Regions from separate parts of the Mus musculus genome. Here region 1 is linked to region 2. The links are chromatin contacts, called in public promoter capture Hi-C maps. All regions are on one chromosome and are shown on one strand. Each heading gives the region's core, a stretch centred on a gene start, on an enhancer-like site or on the middle of the called end of the contact. The rest is flanking DNA. Distances are from core to core; before and after follow the strand shown. Region 1 has its middle 25 kb from the start of Tmprss11e. Region 2 overlaps Tmprss11e (transmembrane protease, serine 11e).

Region 1 (6,893 bases), core at 3,428-5,927, 33 kb before region 2:
GATACAGGAATTCTCATCACTGTGGAAGGGAGCTTAAATGAGCAAATTGTGTTGGTGAGCAGCTTGGCAATCACTTCTGAAGTTAAGGATTCACAAACCCCACTTGCACTTGGTTATCTCAATATATTCCTATGAAGGGCATTGCTTTTTTCACTTGCTTTATTGACTTTTATTGTGTCTATATACTGTTATGTAGAGCATGCAAAATTACTGATTTGTTGAGGTTGCTTATAGTTATGTTTCATAACTAGAAAGTGAATTTTAAAAATCAATCATACACAGAAACAGATTCAGAGACCCACAGCCAAACATTAGGCAGAATTCGGGATGAAGGATTATAGGAGCCAGAGAGGTTGAGGACACCACAAGGAAACCTACAGAGTCAACTAACCTGGGCCCTTAGGGACCTACAGAAACTGAACAGCTAACCAGAGATTCTGCATGGGACTAACCTAGGCCCTCTGCATATATGTTTATAGTACTGAGCAGAGCAACTTATTTACTATTAATTATTATTATTATTATTATTATTATTATATTATTTGCAAGACAGGGTTTCTCTGTATAACTCACTCTGTAGATCAGGCTGGCCTCAAACTAAGAGATCTGCCTGCCTCTTCCTCCTGAGTGCTGGGATTAAAGGCATGCACTACCACCACCAGGCTCTTGGAAGAGAACTCTGAAGAGAAATTTTATTTTTATTTTCCAACACTGGTAAGTTATTCTTTCTTTTTCTTTATTCTTTCTTTTTTTTGTATTGCTATAAACAAACTAAATATTTCTATGAACCACCATGGAACTACAAGGTGCTGATTTATGGCCACTGGCTAGGAGCTGCTACCAGAACTTATTACTCCTAGAACTCATGACTCAACTGAATTTCTTATTTCTTCCTTGGCACCCAGGAGACTTCAATATAGCAGATGCCAGCACATATGCATACATACCCAGAATACACTTGAATGAAAAATCATATTTTCACTAGAGGACAACCCATATTTGCTCTATTGTTGGTAAATGGTCCACAAAGGTGTCATTGGTTCACCCAGGTTAGTCTTTAAAAACATTTTCTGTAGATAAGAAAGTTATATTATGATCGCTATGGTGCCACATTCACTCCAATACAGTTTCCTTTTGTGAACAAAAGTTCCCAGAGAGACGCTGCACCTTCAAATGGGCACTTCTGCAAGGATGATGAACTGATCAAAGTTTTTGTGGCAAATTTAGAATGTTACAAATCCAGCATGAAGTTATCTTGGTCCATCTTTAACCCTCTTAATGGCCACTTATTGCCGTCCTCTGTACCTGACCTAGGAGTCTTGTGACCACTAAGTGAGTCACTTGGAACGCAGAGCACCAATTTCCCTTTGAAATATATTTAGGTGAGTAGAACCCGGACCTCCGCCAAGCCAAAAGGCAAGCGTGTTATCCGACGGCCTCTGAAGCCGAAAGCATGCTTCCCCATTCTTCTCTGACTCACCTCTCTGATGTTCTCATCGATGTATTTGAAAAGGGTCTTGATTTATGACTTAACTGTTTTTATGTTGGAATGTAGAGTTTGGGATGACCTAAATCTCTGTGTCTTGGCCGTGGTCACCAGAATAAGCTTTTATCATTTTTGAGGTGAAAGTTGTATTTTTGTATGGACTCTTTCAGTTTGTCTTCAGGATGTGACAAAGGGAAAGTTGCTAGTGCGTATGTGGCTGGAATTCCTACTTTGTCCTTCTGGACGTAAATGTGTTCATAAGAATGAAGTAGGTCAGGGGGAAGAGGGCAATAAAAAGGGTGTAAAATGCCAACTTGACTTCCAGGTGTAATCTGACTGTTGTGCTCTTGGTCAATAGCACCTGTGACTGCCGCATACACATAAGCTCTGGGTAAGTCTGAGGCCATTAACACCCTGCCATGGGGTGGGGATGGGGCTCCTGAGGACTCCTCACTCTGTGAAAATTTTTTCTCAGTTCATGGTTGATGAAGAGAGAGAAATGCATTCTTCTATCTTGTATCTACCGTTAGGGTGTCTATGCTCCTGAAAGCAAACTGAGATCCATGTTCCTCTGAGCAATCAGAATGAAACTCATTGGATCATCAAAAAATAAAATCGAAATAGAAAGATGGGAAGATACGAGGAGGGTTATGTTTAAAGAGGGAGTAGGTCAGTGAGAGTGGAGAAGGACAAGACAAACTAAAAAAGGAATGACTCTGCTCAAAATAGATTCTATCCATGCATGCTTGTATATCATACTGAAACATTTTATGTATAATTAATATATGCTAACCACCTTCCCAAAACTGATAAAGCCTAAGAATTTTCAGGCAGACAGTAGGCTGAATCCACATTTAAGAAATGATATCTGAGCTGGGTGTTGTGGTGCATGCCTTTAATCGCAGCACTTGGGAGGCAGAGGCAAGCCAATTTCTGAGTTCAAGGCTAGCCTGGTCTACAGAGTCAGTTCCAGGATAGCCAAGGCTACAGAGAAACCCTGTCTCGAAAAACCAAAATAAAAAAAAATTTTAAAAAAGAAAAGAAAAAAGAAATGATATCTGTAGATTGACAAAGGTTTGTCTTGCAACTAAGTTTATATTACTAAGCAGGAACATCTTATTTTTTTATTTTTAAATGATAATTATTTAAAATGATAATTATATATGAATACATAGATAATTATGTAAAATTTTCTTCTTCTTAATATTATTATTATTTACAAGACAAGATTTCTCTGTGTAGACCCTGGCTGTCCTGGAACTCACTCTGTAGTCCAGGCCAGCCTTGAACTCAGAGATCCATCTGCCTCTGCCTCCCAAGTGCTAAGATGAAAGGCTCCCACCAATGGCCTGCTCTTTCTTTTCTGTGTATGAGTGTTTTGCCTGCAGAAGCATGCCTAGTGCCCAGGGAGGCCAGAAGAGGGTGCCAGATTCCCTCAACAGGAATTTAGGATTTTTGTGAGCCATCATGTAGGTGCTGGAACACTGGTCCTCAGTGAGAAGAACATCAAGTGCTCTTAACTGCAATGTCATCTTTCTAGCCTCATAAACAAAACATGGCAACCCAATGTGAGGCTCTGTAGTTGGTGACTATGCTTGCATACTGGTGCTTTTGTGAGTATGCAGAAAAAGATGACACTGTATGTACCTTCCATTGGAACCTACTCTTACTAAAAAAATTGTAAAGCTTGCTTTACTTGGTAGAACACTTAATTACAAAAGAAAATAATCACAGAGGGATAGTCTGTCTAAGTACGCTGTCTGCAAAGTTATTACAGTGAGTCCCAGATCAACAAAACGAGAAGATCATAATTTAGCTCAAAAGCAAAACAAGTTTGGAAAATGTACAATTCAGCAAGAAATGTGAATGACCAGACATAAGGCAGAAGCAACTAAAGTCTCAATGACTGGTTTCACCAGGAAGAAATATGGTACTATCAGGTCACCTCCGTCTCTAGTAGCTTAGCATGTAGATATCTACTATGGAGGAGGCATATTAGAATTGCATAATTCCAATTATTATTTAAAGATTTATTTTATTTATTTATTTTATATATGAGTACCCTGTAGCTGTACAGATGGTTGTGAGCCTTCATATGATTGCTGGGAATTGAATTTTAGGACTTCTGCTCACTCCGGTTGGCCATGCTTGCTCTGGTCAACTCTGCTTGCTCAGTCCCTGCTCGCTCTGGCCCAAAGATTTATTTATTATTATACATAAGTACATTGTAGCTGTCTTCAGACAGACCAGAAGAGGGCATCAGATCTTATTACGGGTGGTTGTGAGCCACCATGTGGTTGCTGGGATTTGAACTCAGGACCTTCAGAAGAGCAGTCAGTGCTCTTACCCACTGAGCCATCTCACCAGCCCTCAAATTATTATTTTATGATGATTATTATTATATCTATGATTTTATGGTTATTAAAACATACACTGATATTTTGTTTTGTTTTGTTTTTTTCCAGTAGAGTTGTCAACCCAGAGAAAATGTACTGGATCATCTGAAAATTATAGTTCATCTCACTAAACAGACAATATTTATGATTCCAAGTTGACAGACAAGTTTTCTGGTTCTATTCTTTAGTTGCACAAAATAGGTTATGTGATTGCATGGTGTAATAAACACATTGAGAGGCCTGTACACTGAGTTAGGATTTAGTAATTTGATTTTAGGTAGGCACTTATAACAACATTGGCATATTAAGATATAATTTTATGCAGTCAACAACTTTTTAACATTCACAGCTGAAAATGTGGATTTTTATTTCTCAAATTATTTCTTGTGAGTAAATGAAATTATTCTCAACCAGTAGGCCTCTCACAAAGGAGAAAAAAAATGTATATTCATTAACAAGCTTATGCTGTTGTGTTCCTTAAGAGTATTATGTCATCTGTTTTGAATGCTAACCCTGGAGAAAAAAACTAAAAATTAAGTATTATTATTATTTTTTAAAGTAGAAATACATTTAGGCATGTTCCACATAAGGAGAAAACTGCAGTGTTAGCATTTCATTCCAAGTGCAGATGACTTGTATTTGCTCTGACTTCCTATGAGATATTGCAGCCTCAAACTCTACAAGAACACTTAGTTATTTAGTTATGTATGCTACTAAAGCTTTAAATCGTCCTTCACCCAGATTTAAGTGGTGTTTGAATGAGCCAGATTGGGAGAGGCCATGACTCAGGTCAGGGAAAAAAAAAAAAAGTGAGGCTGGTGAAAGAATGGTCATGGTGCTGGAAATGAGGCCAGAGACAGAGACAAAGACAAAGAGATTTAAGATTAAGGTCTAGGAGATCTTCCAGGTGGGGAAGAAGGATGCTCTCGGGAGAACTAAAAAGTAAGCATATTAACTAAAGAGCAAGTTGAGTGCAGCTTCCAAAAAAATCTCTTTAGTCGCAGAGAAAATAATGATTACATTTAGTCCCAGGGGGCAATTGGCAGGAGGCCCAGGCATAAGAACAGCCACATATCATCTGAAACAAAGCTAAAAGCAATTATGTATCTAATGTAAAACTTGATTTAGGCAGAACTTCAAATCAAGACAGCCAAGTTCTCCATCAATGCTATCCCTGAAATTAAAGTTTTAACCTCATAGTTGTACTGCTTATGGAATTAAACAGTAAGTTTAACTAAGTAATTAAGTTGTGTGCGCACGCGCGTCTCAACTTTGTGCTTCCACATTTCACTGTAAGTATTATGGAAGGAAAATCACGTGTCAATCTTGTTCTCACTTTCTTGCAGCAAATCTACCCCTTCTCACTAACAATGCTAAGGATTTCCCTTCTACACTGGCTTCTCCCAGACCTTTCTGCCACGTTCTGTCTGTTTTTCATTGTGTAAAATTCACTGTCTGTTGCAAGTTTTTACATGTTTATGTTCTAGAAGATTCTCCTAACATATTTCTTCCCTTGCAGTCTCTCTTGCCTACTTTGAATGTTAGGCCTGGTGAGAAAACTTGATGACTGCTGCTCACTCCCCCACCCCACCCCCGAACCCCTTTCCTAGTGAGTGATCACTATTTTTTTTCATTGTCTCCAGCCCATGGGGACATGGCTCTATGTCTCTGCCATTCTGTGTGGAGACACAGGTCAGTGCTGGATGGCAGGAGGGAGGGGAACAAAAGATCTTGACACCTGGTGCCTACCTTTATGGTGAGCTATTAACCATGCTGCCTTAGGTCCCTTTTTGCTTCTGGATTATCCCCTTCATCCCAGAGCATCTTTGTTCTTGATCGTTCCACCCAAGTCAGAGCATTGCCAACAGAAATTTTGGATTCTGACTTCCTTCTCATCTACTCCTGTGGGGGTAAAGAACAACTGTTGCTTCTCTAGTTAGGAAACTTGTTAATATTGGCATTCTCTTTTCGTCGCTGGGGCCATATTCATTTCTTTTTTAAAAAGCCGTTTCTCTTAAGTTCAACTAAACAGTAAGTTTAACTAAGTAATTAAATTGTGTGTGCGCGTGCGCGTGCGCGTGCGCGTGTCTCAACTTTGTGCTTCCACATTTCACTGTAAGTATTATGGAGGGAAAATCACGTGTCAATCTTGTTCTCACTTTCCTGCAGCAAATCTACCCCTTCTCACTAACAACGCCAAGGATTTCCCTTCTACACTGGCTTCTCGCAGACCTTATTGTTGGACATATGATTTGACAACGAAAACTACCCTACATCTTTCTTTCATAAGGTATGTGCTACATATACAATATTGTGGTCAAATAGTTATCCATGAAATCATTTGAAATAAACTTCATGAAATTAACTATATTTCCCCCTGGTATTGACATTTGTTCCTTATGCATCCACCTTAGTCCTTATTCTGTCTGCTCCTTCCATCATCCTTCAAGGCTCACATAGGCACCCACACTGCTGCCTTACAGCTTCTCCATCCTCTCAGTGAAGGGGTTTATTGTGCTCATGGTATAAGCTTATGCTGAACCTATGGTGCTTGTGTGTGCACTTTGTGTTTAAGGGGACAGTTATGCTTGCCCTGATTTGGACACTGTGAAATGTATTGCAACATCTCCTATTATGCCACAAATATGAGCATTATCATATGTTAATTAAAAAACCAAAATAAAAGCATCTCAAAAAAGATTTCTCTGTGTTTTGGGGGGAATGAATTGAGTGTGTATGTGCAAATGCATGTGAAGAATATAATTTTTTTTTCTTTTCAAGATTTATTTATTATTATACATAGGTACACTGTAGCTGTCTTCAGATGCACCAGAAGAGGACATCAGATCTCATTACAGGTGGTTGTGAGCCACCATGTGGTTGCTGGGATTTGAACTCAGGACCTTCGGAAGAGCAGTCAGTGCTCTTACCCGCTGAGCCATCTCGCCAGCCCAAAGAGTATATTCTTAATGATATGTTACTTGAGTGTATTAAGTAAATATCTGTATCTG
Region 2 (7,373 bases), core at 1,229-3,728:
TGTAACAAGAAGATCCTTAATTGGGATGTCCATGTCTTGAAACGTTGTACTAAATTTATTATTTGTATTTCAGAAATTACATTGCTATTAGAAAACATTAAATAAAAGTAGGCTATCATCTCTTTTTCTGATATAGAATTTTCCAGAATCCTACCAACCATTTATCTTGAGGTTCTTTCCTTCTAAACATGGCATAGAATGGTAATCACATTACCACAGATAATCTGTTCTGTATATCAGTAGTGGGAGATTTAACTAGCAAAGACAGGGTAAGAGTAACTGTAGATGATGTCATTTAGTTTAGTGTAAAACAGGTCTGATGGCCAGCGGCTATGGGATGAGTAGCTGGTAATTAGGTACTTAGGCTCCTTTTCCCATGCTGTTCACCACAAATGAGCACATATGTTCTAAGTCACGATCTAAAAAGAATATTTAATCTCTAATTAATTAATATGTGTTCTAGTTATGAAATACGAATCAGGAGTCTAGACACCACAGTGGGCTCCATTGGTATCTACTTATTCACATGGCAAGTTTTCCTTCTCTCTCTCTATTTCTTTCTGTTCTTCCTTACTCTCTTTCTGTGGGACAGAAGATTGAATCTAGGGCCTTGTCTTAGGGTTTCATTGCCGTGAAGAGAGACCATGGCTCCAGCAACTCTTATAAAGGAAACCATTTAATTGGGGCTGTCTTACAGTTTCAGAGGTTTACTCCATTAGCATCATGACAGGAAGCATGACAATGTACAGGCAGACACTATGCTGGAGGAGGAGCTGAGAGTTCTATATCTTGATCTGCAGGCAGCAGGAGACGATACCATGCTGAGCATAGCTTGAGCATAGGAGACCTCAAAGCTTCCTCCCACAGTGACACACATCCTCCAACAAGGCTACACCTTCTAATGGAGCCATTCCCTTTGGGCCCAGCATTTAAGCACTCAAGTCACTGGGGGACAGAGGAGTGTTCCTATTCAAAGCACCAGAAGCCCTGAGCAGTCTAAACCAGACTTCAACCACTGTGTTATCTATCTCCCAGCCTTAATTTTATTTTTGAAAGTTTGAGACAGTGTTTCATTAAGTTTTTCAAGTTAGCTTCTGAGTATTTGGGATTATAGGCTTGTGCAATCAGACCTGACCTCAAATGGTGGCTTATATCAATGAAGAACACCTTTATCCTGCAGGTTCTCAAGTTTCCTAGCTATTTATTAAGGGAACATTTATTAAGGAAAAGGACAATAGTTGAGATAGGCATTTAGGGGTTTCAACTTCACGCACAGGGATGGAGCCACTGGACAAACAGGAAGCAGGTGAATACTCAGCTCTAAAGTTGGGAAGCTGAGTCGCAGCTGTGGATTTGGTAGCTATGAGTTTATAGATATAAATTAAACTCATGGATGTTGGTAACTATAATCGCTGGGGTTCTGATTAGAACACTTCATTGTAGTTTCAGGCTATTGATTTACATAGAAAATATATCTTACTTATATAAGTATTTGAGAATGTTAATAATGTATTAATATTAAAATGCCAAAACTTTTGAGTATGGTTAAGTGTGTAATGATGCACTTAAAGTTTAAATGTTAGCACACATATGTTACAGGTTGTTGTTTGTGGCAAGAAATTTGTTGAGTAAAGTCACTTCCTTTGAACAACCATATTATGATAAAAAGAGGTCTATGCATTTTCTAACTACACACTGTTGCTAAGGTAATTCAAATAAGGGTTCAGGATACACAGGAGCTTGTAGCTTGTTTAGGGGTCCTTTGATGATGGGTTTCTCTGCTTCTCAGGAAACCACAGGGCTTAGCTTCTGTTCCACCTGGAAATCCCAATTTTAAGCTTTATCAGGGCCAAAGATTTTAAAACCAGCTTAGAAAACAAGTATTTAAGAACCATAAGCTTTCATAGATTTGATACTTAACTGGTACATGTAATATTTTCAGGGGCTTTTATTTTAAATTGACACAAAACACAACTTATGGTAGATTAAAAACATTGAGAAGTGTCAAAAATGATGGGTAAAAGATTTCTTAACTTCCTTCCTATATGCATTTCCTAAAAGTAAAACTATTGATTAAAAAAACTACTTGTAGTGTCTTAAGTCTCTTGGCTTGTTGCATGTCAAACTGTCTGCAACTGTAACCAACAGAAAAACAGCACATTTGAAAAATAATATGAAAACTGGTTAGTACATTGAACATTAATTATAATAATATAAACATTATTTCTAGATTATCTGAGATATTGAACATTAGTTCAATGCTAATACTTATAAGACACTAAGGTAAATTTCCATTTATGCCCATTGATTCTTGAGAAAATAGGAGCCTATAACATCATATTGCTGGAGGCCGGGCTACTGGGAGTTCTATGATGTTTGCACTCAGATTTCTGTTCCAAGTAAGACTAAGACACAGGTCACTCCTCTTCAAGTTCACAGCCAGTTCCTGCTGTTGAGCAAACTCTCACAGCAGGATTAAGGTCAAAGTCTGAATGGGGATGTGGGAGGATCACAGTTAACATGACAGAGTGTTTGACTGTCTGAAGCTCTGTGCTCAAAGTGGCAGAAAAGTCTCCAACTCAGTTGCCTCAACCCTCCTTCTGTATACCCCTCCATGACACAGTAGTGTAGACATGGCTGGTAATTCCTGCCCCACCCCGTCTGAGAGGTACAGTTCCCCAGCTCTGGCTTCAGTGGTGTGCTTTGTTTGTCCTGCTATAGCAAATTGGTTTTTTTTTTCCCAAATTGTTTCTTCATGCCATTTTATTTTTTTTATCTTGAACAGAAGAGTTTGCGGACAGTAAACATTAGTGATACTAAAGCTTACAATAGATCAACTATAAGTGTAATCCTATCTAGACCTAACCATTCAATGGCATCTTTTTGTAAAAATTATGGTATTCCATCTATCCATAATTATTAATTTCTAGAGGTTGGGCACAGTGTCAGCATGTATGTCATTTGTGGTCTCCTGAGTCATAGCATATCTGGCTGGGAAGTTTATAAAGAGATGGACGGTAGGGTCATGTAGATCACATCCCGTCTGCACTGCAGACACACTACTAGCATTTACATAAAACTTTTATGGGGTCTGATGCTTTCATGTGCAGTCTTGCCAGCACTACTGCAAAAAAAATCACCTGAGTTTTGTGGTAGATTTAATACAGAAATGGTTAAACTATGGGGTTTGACTAATTTAATAGTTAAATACAGGATTTCTGTTAAAATATCTACTTAGAACCTACTGGTTTATCAAACAATGAGATATTTTAAAAGCCTTTTATCCCTACCATTCCAATAATCTTTAGCTATTTTACAATACAATAGTGCTTCTAAAATCTGGTCAGATATTTTAAAAGTTTATTGGAGTGCTTTATATCTGACTGATTTCATAGAGTTCCCTTCCTATCAAATTCCTTTTAATGAACTGTGATCGACACCACCAGTATTGAGGACGTAGTAAGTGTTAGGCAGCTATTTTTGCTTAGACGTTAATCATAGAGGCTGAAGTTTAGTATATTACATGCTGTGCATTTTATGGAGGCCTAATAATGGTGTTGCTAAACAACCACTCTGTTCTTTCCTATGGGTGCCAAAGAGAAGATACCAGATCAGGGCTTGTTTTTCTCCCTCTGCTGTATATTTTGTTTAGTTTTGTTTGGAGGCTGTCTTCTAGAAACCTCCCTGTGTTGTGGCATGACTGAAGGATTTGCATACTCTGTGCAAAAACCTTTAGTGCCATTTCCATTTTATTTATTTATTTATTTATTTATTTATTTATTTTTGGTTTTTCGAGACAGGGTTTCTCTGTGTAGTACCATTTTCATTTTTTAAATTAATTAATTAATTAATTAATTAATTAATTTATTTTTGGTTTTTCGAGACAGGGTTTCTCTGTGTAGCCCTGGCTGTCCGGGAACTCACTTTGTAGACGAGGCTGGCCTTGAACTCAGAAATCTGCCTGCCTCTGCCTCCAGAGTGCTGGAATTAAAGGCATACACTACCACACCAGGCAATATTTTTAAATACAATTTGCTGCCTTCTTTTATCCACAAATGTAAGTTAGTAGCAATAACAATAGTATACACACACACACACACACACACACACACACACCATTATAAGTCATGTTAAATCAGTTCAGTTCAATGTAGGAGACATAAAAACCTTTATGATAAGAACATTGATAGATGAAATTACCCACCATCAGCCCTAAATTAATATCCAGAGCTGGAAATAAAAACAGTTTTTCTTTATTTGCATTGATGTTGTAAAAATAAAATGTAAATAGTTGTTTGGCAACTAGATGACTTTCTTGTTTTAATTGCAACTTCATTGTGGGAATTATTTATAATTATTGTTATAGGAACTAGACACATAATTCAGTTCACAGAGGCTAAGGTGATACTTTTAGAGATTTTATAGATGTGTTTTGCACATCAATGAATAAAATAGAAATATGGCTTTTTTTTTTGCAATTTTATAAGAGTAACTTGCTTAAATTTCTTCTTAACAAATTAACAATAATGGCTGGAAAGACAATTCAACAGAGAGCATTTCTCTTGTAGAAGATTCAGGTTCAGCTCCCAGTCTCACACCATAGCTCATAACCATCTGTAACTCTAATTCCAGAGGATTTGATACCTTCATCTGGTCTCCATAGGCACTAGGCATGCAAGCGGTACACATCTATAGATGTAAGCAGTATAAAAATGCATTAAAAAAGTAACAGTGAAAGCATACTAACGATCTTCATTAGGGTTACTGTTGCTGTGATGAAACACCATGACCCAAAGCAACTTGGGGAGGGAAGGGTTTATTTCACTTACAGTTCCCTACAACAGTTCATCCTGAAAAGCACTGAGGGGAGGAATTCAAGAGGCCACAGAAGGGTATTGCTTACTGGATTGCTCCTCATGGCGTGCTCAGACTATTTTCTTACAGAACCCAGGAGCACCAGCCCAAGAGTGGCATCACCTACAATGGCTGAGCCCTCCCCCATCAATCACTAATTAGGAAAAAATGCCTTACAGCTGGTACTTATTGGAGGCATTTTCTCAAATGAGCTTTTCTCCTTTCAGATAATTCTAGTTTGTGTCAGGCTGATATAAACGTAGACAGCACACTACTTACACATACATATACTTTTTATTGTGTTTCTGCCTTAGTTTAAAAATATAAGGAAGAGTGAAAATCAACAGGTCCTAACAATCCATGTTTTTGTCAACATAAAGTGCAGAGTGGGCAATGGGCAGTGGGTGGGAAATGAGGCACAATCCCCTTAGCTGAGCTCATAATGCCAAACATGGTGGTGTAATCACCAAGGAAATGATTAACTGTTGTTTTTATTTATTTTATTTTTTGAAGCAGAGTTTCTCTGTGCAAACCTGACAATTCTTGGACTGGCTCTGTAGACCAGGCTAACCTTGGACTTGGAGATTGGCCTGCCTCTGTTTCCTAAGTTCTAGAATTAAAGGTGTTCACTACCACAGCAAATTTGCTTTTTTTATTTCTGTTTTTTAATTAAAAAATTAACATGTGCACGAATGTGTATGCCTGTGGAGGTGTGCATGCTCATGAGTGTGCACGCCTGTGGGTACCAGAGCTCTACATCAGGTGTCTTCTTCTGTTGCCATCTACCTTTATTTATTTATTTATTTATTTATTTATTTATTTTTTGAGACAGGGTGTCTCACTGAACTTGAAGCTAACACCAACTGGCTACACTGGTTGGCAAGTGAGTCCCTGGAATCCTCTAGTCACTGCCTCCTTGTGCTGGGATTACAGCATTTATTGCCATGCCTGGCCATGTGGGTGTTGGAGATCTGACTTTGTCCTCATTCTTGGGCAGAAGTACTTTATCCCCTAAGACATATCTGTGCCTTCCTCTGTTATGTCTTAAGAACTGACTCAGGAAATTTCTTTTGCCATAGATCCTAGGATGTTAACACCTTGTGGTTTCTTCCTTCCTTCCTTCCTATATCCCTTCCTTCCTTCCTTCCTCCCTCCCTCCCTCTCTCCCTCCCTCCCTCTCTCTCTCTCTCTTTCTTTCTTTCTTTCCTTTTTGTTCTGATGTTATAATGTACAATGGCCCTTAAACATGTCTTTTTATTTGCCTTTTCACTTTGTGGACATTGGTAACAGTTTTATAGCAGAAAGAATATATACTTGGAAACATCATATGTTTTAAATATGAGTAACATTACCCGTAAATCTGGATCACCACATAAAGTATTTTATGAAAGTTGGGCCTTCTGAAGTAGCAACTACTCTTAACAAGATCTGACTTACCCTTTGTTGTCTTTAATATCCCAAGTTATTTCCTGAAACTAACTAAGGTGGGTTCCACATTCATTGAGAAATATCCAACACCCCAGTGTGGTACTGAAAAATCACCTTTTGCAACTTAGCGTGCTCAGCTTTGCTTCAGCTCCTGAAGAATGAGCAGCTCTTGGATATGGGCTAAAATGCATACAGAGAGACAAGGCTCACACTTATTTCAGGAAGGTACAAAACCAATCAACCAACAAACCGACCAGACAAACACAACAACCAAAAAGAGAAAAATAAAATCAAAACAAAAAGATGTCAATATTCATTCTCAGGTTGAAAAGGCAAACCAGAGCAGAGCATTTTTTTTAAATCATATCTTTGTTTTTTAAAGATTTATTTATTTATTTTATTTATATAAGTACACTGGAGCTGTCTTCAGACACACCAGAAGAGGTCATCAGATCCCATTACTGATGTTGAGAGCCACCATGTGGTTGCTGGGAATTGAACTCAGGACCTCTGGAAAAGCAGTTGGTGCTCTTAACCACTGAGTCATCTACCCAGCCCTTAAATCATCTCCTAAACACATTTTATGGGGTGATTGACTCGAGATACTCTACATGGGTGGGGGGGAGGCAACTGGAAGAGCTTGCTCGGGGAGCAGCGTAGGGTTTAATCACTAAGCTATTGTCTATTGCACTTATAAAAAGACATTTTACTAGAACAGAAAGTGTTTCCGAGACTACGGAGCTAGAAGAGAAAACTGTTATCAGGCGGTGAGTCAAACACTGGTGGGAGATTTCCAGTACAGTTTCTAAAACAAGTCCACTGGCCATGCAGTGGAGACAGATTTGCCAGACTAGAGGCAGAAAAGATCATTAGGGTTGACTTGTAGGCTATCCATTAATCAGCCACTGAAAACTATATTTTAGGGACCAAATCTGGTTTATTACCTGATTTTATATGGTATTTTAACTAAGAACTTTTTTCACATTTTTAAGTGATTGAAAAGAAATCAGAAGAGGTCATAAAAATATTCTGACAATTAAAAAAATAAGTAATTTAAATACCAGTCTCTAGAAATGAAAATGTACAAGACA

Evidence for each region. Promoter capture Hi-C pulls out the DNA fragments that hold promoters and counts their contacts.
Region 1: a contact with region 2 is called in a promoter capture Hi-C map of liver, with 2.6 times the contacts expected there. The contact joins two enhancer-like sites. A contact is called at or near these places in 9 of 39 promoter capture datasets (the 3T3-L1 cell line, 3T3-L1-derived adipocytes, the HPC-7 cell line and 5 more), 3 of 484 Hi-C or Micro-C datasets (liver, nephron progenitors and olfactory sensory neurons), 1 of 115 datasets of contacts at active chromatin or transcription factors (pancreatic cancer cells) and 3 of 9 other capture datasets (adipose tissue, liver and pancreatic islet).

The regions. Positions count from the first base shown.
Region 1 is chr5:86,767,220-86,774,112 of GRCm38.p6, reverse strand. No RefSeq gene overlaps it. Among named protein-coding and RNA genes, the nearest start is that of Tmprss11e, 25 kb to the right of the region's middle. Within about 2 kb of position 4,677, at least 4 of the 459 cell types and tissues checked have an H3K27ac peak or open chromatin away from gene starts, as enhancers often do.
Region 2 is chr5:86,731,101-86,738,473 of GRCm38.p6, reverse strand. All of the region lies in intron 1 of Tmprss11e (transmembrane protease, serine 11e), which reads left to right. Among named protein-coding and RNA genes, the nearest start is that of Tmprss11e, 11 kb to the left of the region's middle. Within about 2 kb of position 2,478, at least 15 of the 459 cell types and tissues checked have an H3K27ac peak or open chromatin away from gene starts, as enhancers often do.